2 separate regions of the Gadus morhua genome follow, and region 1 is linked to region 2. Evidence: chromatin contacts called from public Hi-C data. All regions are on one chromosome and are shown on one strand. Each heading gives the region's core, a stretch centred on a gene start, on an enhancer-like site or on the middle of the called end of the contact. The rest is flanking DNA. Distances are from core to core; before and after follow the strand shown. Region 1 holds the start of opa1 (OPA1 mitochondrial dynamin like GTPase). Region 2 holds the start of LOC115556162 (serine/arginine-rich splicing factor 11).

Evidence for each region. Hi-C and Micro-C count contacts between places; a contact is called where the count stands out from the background.
Region 1: a contact with region 2 is called in a Hi-C map of blood, with 2.7 times the contacts expected there. The contact joins the promoter of opa1 here to the promoter of LOC115556162 in region 2. A contact is called at or near these places in 2 of 6 Hi-C or Micro-C datasets (blood and gill).

What each region holds. Positions count from the first base shown.
Region 1 is chr12:8,084,931-8,088,342 of gadMor3.0, reverse strand. It overlaps opa1 (OPA1 mitochondrial dynamin like GTPase), which reads right to left and starts at 1,861. Exons shown (of 29, transcript XM_030372467.1): 1 at 1,662-1,861; 2 at 704-1,019; 3 at 474-570; 4 at 1-82. The coding sequence starts at 1,690. It overlaps atp13a3 (ATPase 13A3), which reads right to left. Exons shown (of 33, transcript XM_030372978.1): 33 at 2,528-3,412.
Region 2 is chr12:7,839,845-7,843,395 of gadMor3.0, reverse strand. It overlaps LOC115556162 (serine/arginine-rich splicing factor 11), which reads left to right and starts at 1,942. Exons shown (of 13, transcript XM_030373313.1): 1 at 1,942-2,316; 2 at 3,277-3,410. The coding sequence starts at 2,195. xxylt1 (xyloside xylosyltransferase 1) reads right to left here and starts at 1,931. Exons shown (of 8, transcript XM_030373315.1): 1 at 1,464-1,931; 2 at 682-1,260. The coding sequence starts at 1,185.

The sequences.
Region 1 (3,412 bases), core at 612-3,111, 250 kb before region 2:
GCAAAGTTCTCTCCTATCTTATTCATGTCAGGAAGTAGTTTGGCAATTTCCTCCATCTCTGGAAGCGCTTTGGCCAGTTTTTCTGTGGTACAAAACAGTAGAATGACTCTCAATTCCAAACTTGCCCAGTTGAAAAAGCTCAGACAACATCATTAAAGGAAGGGTTAGATACATCTTAAGACACTTTTACATCATTAGAAAAACGTATGCTGGTGATTTACAATGCACTATTGGTCCTGGTGTTTTCATCTGTGTTATTACTTTGAATAAATTATGTAGCTTGTAACTGCAGTTTACCTTGTTGGCCGATCAAAAAGGACCCAAATATGTCATTAGATGTAATTAGCCGCAGTCACACATGCTCAAATATATTGTATATTGGGATGTTCCATACAACTGCAAAATTCAGCAACATTAACTATGTAAAACCAGCACTAAAACTATGATGAATTACATGGACAGAATCCGCTTACCTAGATCAATCTGTTCGCTCAATTCCCAGATGTAATCGGGAATGACCCAGTTGTATTCACTGAAATCAGGCAAAAAGTCCTTCCACTCCTCATAGGTCTGAAGGAAAACGACATTGACATTGGTCATCCAAAAATATAAAGTTTCGAAGCAGGTTTGCTCTGCTGTTTTCAATGGAGTGGAACACTTTAAGAGCAGCAAAGTGATCTCATAGCCAACATCTCAAACAAACCTTTTTAGCTGTATAACCTCCACCAACGGCCGAGCCCAGAACGATGTAGCGGAGCCTCAGAATCCTGGCGGCTAGCCGCAGCATCCAGAAGTTGCGCTGCTGCTGGTGGCCGCGGCCCCCAGACCCCGGTGGGGGTTTAGGGGGTCTCATGGGCAGCCGGGACATGGTGGAGATGTGACGGGCGGCCGTGCGGTGAGGGGGAACCTGCTGGTTGGAGTAGCGGTGGTGGATGGCACGGGAGAGGGGGTGCAGCTTCTGCAGGGGGATGCGAACCTTCACCCCCATGTTGTTGGAGACAAGGTTCCTGCAGGCCATGCTGAGAAGGAAAACAAATATGTAAAAAGACGCTCACAAACACAAACCATATTGCTTTGGTCATCTTGTTCTTGCAGTCACAATTGATTTCACAATAGCATATAAGTTGCAGTACATAGCATGATTTTTTTCTATTTTACTTAATGTGTATGTGTGGGTCCTTGAGCAACAACAAAGAGGCTGCACACGCGATAACTAGTAGAAAGATCAGCCAATTACGACACAGGACATAACAAAAGCAACCTTTACACATCACACAATGTCGCACAAACATGCCAATATGATTTGAGATATGGTAGAGAACTGAACTCATTGTATAACTATATCCGTAGAGGATAGTAAGAAAGCCTGTGAAAAGTTTTAACAGTATTAAAATACGTTAAGTGAATGGTGAGCTCCACACACACACACACACACACACACACATACACACAGAGGCCGCTCACAGACGAGAATGACATGTCATGTATAGTTAAATTAAATGTTATGTTTTAGATCGAAATTCAATCGACGTAAGCGTTTAAAGAGGTTATGGAGGTATGACACACCCAAGCTGTCCTCCGCTGTCAAAATGTCCAGATACCAGTGTCAGACGAGAAAAGATTGCATTAGCTACGATTAGCTCTATTACAGCTGAACTCACCAGGTCATTTTGCCCCCGACACGCAACATGGTGATATTCCCAACAACGAATAAACAATTAGATGCTTGTAAAATATTTTTCAGGTCCAATAGACATCCTCTTTCATATTGATAAACATGCACTGCCCTGTTCGAGCGCTAACATGCTCTTTAGCTAACAAGGACACCGACTGACAGCTCCACTTCCTGCACAGCGGTACGCCCCCGAATGACGCCCTGACAAACTATACCCAACCTTTTTGGTTCCTAGATAACGCTTTTTGTTTCGGTTTGCACAGGTGATATTTTTTTATATATCTCTTTATAGATATATAGATATAGATAGCTGTAGACTGGAATGTTTGGATTAAATATTACTGACGTCAAATGACCAGCTATTAATTTCGTTTTTAGCCTATGATTATTAAAACTGAACATTAATATATGTCAATATGAATTTGCCTCCATCAAAGCACCATAGTCTAATTATTAATCAAGTGCTCAAACAGCCAGCCACCATAACATCAGAAAATTCAGCATGTCGAGCTACTCTTGTTGATGCACAATTCTATTATTGGTTGTGACATAGAACAAATTGTTGTTTTTTACTTTACCAAAACAAACAAATAAAAACATATGCAAATTGTTTTAAAGCACATTTATTTATATATATATATATATATCAAAAAAAATAAATCAAAAATGCAATCATCAGTAAAAGCATAAAAGAGAAAAGTAAAAATACAAAGTACAAAAATGTGCCGATAATTTACACCTCTGCTTATAAAAAGGATACCTGTGCGGGTATTCAATATTTGAGATGCAAAGTTAATGCATCAAATACCAGATATTTCAAATACAATTTTTCCGACTGGTAATTTGGGTATCAATATTTTTTTAGTACCCTCCTAAATGTATTTTAGATATTCACATTCCCCTGAGGAAAGTTTCTATGTACCCCATACATTGCCTTATCATATTTGGGGTAATGTAAATGGGTTGTGTCAAATCTGGAACATGATTTGGGAGATGAACTTAATAGCATATGTGCATGGTACCTATACAAGAGAAAGGGTTCATTCTACACATTGCTTTGAAATGGCAAAAAAATGTTAAAAAACAACTGACAAGAGCATAATTTCAAATTTTGAAACAGAACATTGTCAAGGGGCCAATTTCTGATTGGAAGCTGAGCCTAAAATACTCTGTCGTTAAACCAGGCTGGTATTTCTGCAGAAACACTTTCTTCAGTTAGCATAGAATTTGATAACAGAAAAACACATGAAAGCTGATTAAAGTATAGTTTGGTTGTAAGAAAATATTTAGTTATTAGCAATCAAATTAATTATACTTCCCTTTTTTGTGCAAGAGACCATTAGTAATTTGATCCAACAAATATAATAACTAAACTAACTAAAAATAATGGGCAAATAGTTTCCAGGATGAAACATTGTTTAAAGATGATCAACAGTCTAGTTGAGCCTTAGAAAACACCAAATAGGTATTCAAGTCCCCTGATAATGTATCCAGATGAATGATTACCATTTTAAAATAAATGCCCAGAATTCATGCCTTAACAAGGAGGACCTATGCTTATTGCACACCTATAACGGAAGCTCAGAATACAAAAATATACCCAAATAATTAAACTGCCAATTAGCCTACAACCCATTTTATGAAAAAAGTACCAAAAAAGGTAAAATAAAAATAAAACACGCAGACAACAGCCCTTTGATATGAGAAAAAAAAAATACACTTTGAAAACACACTGAC
Region 2 (3,551 bases), core at 693-3,192:
GGGTATGATGTCCAGTGAGCCCTAAGGCAGTGGTCAGACTACAGATGGCCATGTTGGGTCCAACAGGTTTTTGGAGTTTGGCACTGAATCGCCAAACCACCCTCCCGTTTGAATAATTGCAAGACTCTTCCTGAATGCAATAGTTGCATCTGCCTTCTCGTTAACAGTGTTAAGCTCTTTGAATTTTTATGTTTAAAAAAAGTAAATAAGTATTTTTTATTATTCGAAAAAGAGAAAAAACCTGCTGGCATGCACCACATTAAAATAGACTGAACCGAGAGAAGGAATCATGTGTTCTGACAGGTCAACACTGCCCCCATGCGTTTCAAAACGGAAGTAGTGGAGTCACTAATTGAAATTACAAGACCGAGTGACTATCAGGATGGTCTCATGAGGCCATGCCAGGACACTCCTGGGAAAGACCACCACTGAGACCAATACCAACCAGTACACACAGCTTAATGTTGAATTCAGTCAGCATTGTGATGTAAACACTTTAATTCCTTGTTACTCCACACTCTGTCCAGTTGTTTTATAAACTTGGCTTTGACGCTTGCTTTGATTTTCCTTAGGCCTCACTTGGAACAGGCCAAAGCACCTTGATAGTGCATTTTAGTCATTAAGCATCTGCTAAGCGATTAAATGCATGTTTGTACTCAATGTAGGCCCAGAACTTCTTACCTCATACTGGAACGTTGCGTCCAGCAGAACCTCCTGAAGCATCCGCTGGCCCAGTTCTTGGCTCGCTTGGTCACTCACAAAATGGAGCACCAGCACCTCTTCCTCGAGGAAGTCCCCGTGCTTCACCATGGACAGCATGGCCACCCTGAACTTCTCCTGCAGGCTCCGGCTCTTGTCTATCTTGGTGAACATCATGAGAACGTGGAAGTGCGGGTCCGACAGCGAGCTTGTGTCTTCCCCTCCCTCCCCGCCGTCCTCCCCGCCGTCGTGTTCGTGCGGGGTGAGTCTGGTGTCCAGAGTGAGGTCAGCATCGTTCCTGTTGGCGTTGTGGCTAGCCTGGCTTTGTTTGATCCGCTTGGTTGTGCTCGAGAAGTTTTGCCTCTCTGAACCAAAGTAGTAGAAAGCTACCACAGCCAGTGCTGCAGCCAGAAGAAGGATCAACTGGTAAGATCTAAAGGTGCTGATCCTTCCCATGGTACAGACCACCACTCTCAGTATGCCCATATCTCTTCATTTAACCGGTAGACTGGCATGGGAGGCGTGTGTTAATGGGAATACATGTCCCGTCAGACGGAACTCCTATCAAGAAAACAACAGGCTGTTGTAACACCACGATGAGGAAATATAATTCAAGGTTTTAAAACAACAGCACTTCCGAAATTTATAATTATTCTGGTTAAGCAGGTTATGTACAGCAGGGATAGTAAGTGCTTAGTCATTCAATTTGTTCATGGCTGAATCAACCGTTATGAAATCAACGCATTTGCTTTACAGTTACTCACTTATGATAGATTTTGAGCTGTGCCTCTCCTTGCAGATTCTTGGCTTGTGAGGGGACGCCTTCTGTCAACATCTAATTTGAAAGCAATTATAGGTAGACGCCTTTACAACAAATAAATTACCTTCCAACATGAATACACAAAACCATCACTATTACCACGCCAAAGAGGAACCACTGACATTCTCGCTGGTTAGCCAGCTAGCTACAAGACTAATCACCCAGTAAAGGCAACCAACGCGCTTATGTCCGTCACCCCTATTCATCCGCCCTCGCCTCAGAACTCGAAAGAACACACATTGAAGTCGTTCACATACATGCAAAAGGAGAATATAGTGAACAACGTCCACGACTGTTTATGAAACAACGGCACGTCAAATGAAAACATGTCATTTCATCTCCAGAAACAAAACAAAAATATTTTAACTCGAGTCGTGACCACGCCCATTTTCCGGTTGAAGATTCCGTATTTCCACACCGCTTCCGGTTGGAACGCTAACGAAAACTGCATTGTCGCCACCATTTGTGCCCATAGGCTCTAGTGTCCCGGGCTGAAATTTAACCCCCAAACGTTTTACAGTAAAATGGTCGTTTGTGCGCGGTTTCAGTATTTCTCTTAAGCGTGCTACGGAAAACGGCGACGTCGCGTTTACAATTCTTCCGGAGTCTTCGTGTGTACGAATATCCCGCAACATAACCTAGCCTTCTGCAGCTAGCGACGGACTCGTTGAAAAAATGAACAGCAACACGAACGTGATTCAGGTGACCAATGTGTCTCCAAGCACCACCTCTGAACAAATGAGAACTTTGTTCGGGTTCCTTGGAAACATAGAAGAGTTGAAGTTATTCCCTCCAGAGTGAGTATTCATTTGTTTTACGCTCTTACGGTGCATCTGTTTGTACACGGCCCACGTTGGCCGCTTTGTGGGGCCTTCGCCAGGCCGCTCGCCTGGCTCCTTGCGGCGGTGTTTGTCTTATGTTTTGCCCGCGCATTAACGCAGCCCTGTAACGGGACACTGCCGGAGTCTGGAGGCAGATGTGGGTTCAACAAAGACCGAGTATATGCAGCGTGAATCGACATAAGCCGTATAAAAACCCACTACAGGTCATCTTGGGGCTTCAATGTGAAAAATACATGCTTAAAAGAACTGCAAGCAGTACAGCGTGTAGGACGGGAAGTGGCTACGGAAGTAGCCGACTTCCTTTATCCTTAAAAATTAGGTGGTTTGAGTGTGTTTGAGTATCGTTTAGTAACGATGAAGTGCGTTTTTATCTTTTGTTATGCACCCTTATGTAATGGTCTTTGCGGCTACTGGGTGCGATTGCACCGCTTAGTTGTCTAAACATATTTATACGCGTATGTCTTGCACTAGGTACATAGGTAGTGGCATTTTAGTAGTAGTTACAAAACCACTGTCCTCTCCATGTATCCGGAAATAATCGATATAAGTATCTAACTCTACATACTGATATAATTGTTTAAATATTATGATTTAAACGTGTTCTTTGCTTTATTTCTCGTCTGTCATAATTCACCTGGTTACACCGCAGGTAGGAATGTCGATGCAGTATACTAAAATGCGATGCTAGTGCTGGTCAATTTCAGTTCGATCATTGCATTATTGGTTGGGTAGAAACTTTTTAAACCAGTAGAATTTGGGTTATGCATAAAAAAGGCTGGTCAGTTGTGATAATCATGTGAATTGCCAGGATTGGCCATGAAAGACTATCTTCATCCACACACATCATTTCCTTGAAAGCAGTGAAAAAATCCCTTTGTTTGTATTTTTGCACAACTTTCTCGTATTTTTTTCCAGTGACTCTCCCTTGCCTGTGACTTCACGTGTCTGTTTTGTAAAGTTCCGCGAGACTGAGTCGGTCGGGGTGTCCCAGCACCTGACGAACACGGTCTTCGTCGACCGGGCCCTGATTGTGGTTCCATTCGCAGAAGGTGGGTAGCTGTTTGTGTGTGCGTCTGTCTTCCTTCTGCCCTAAAATGGCTACACATGAGTGAACAACATGCATATTTCATAGTCTCCAGGCAAGCTGCTAAGCCAAGTTACCTAAGCTTTTTTAGTGCTTGGCATTTGCG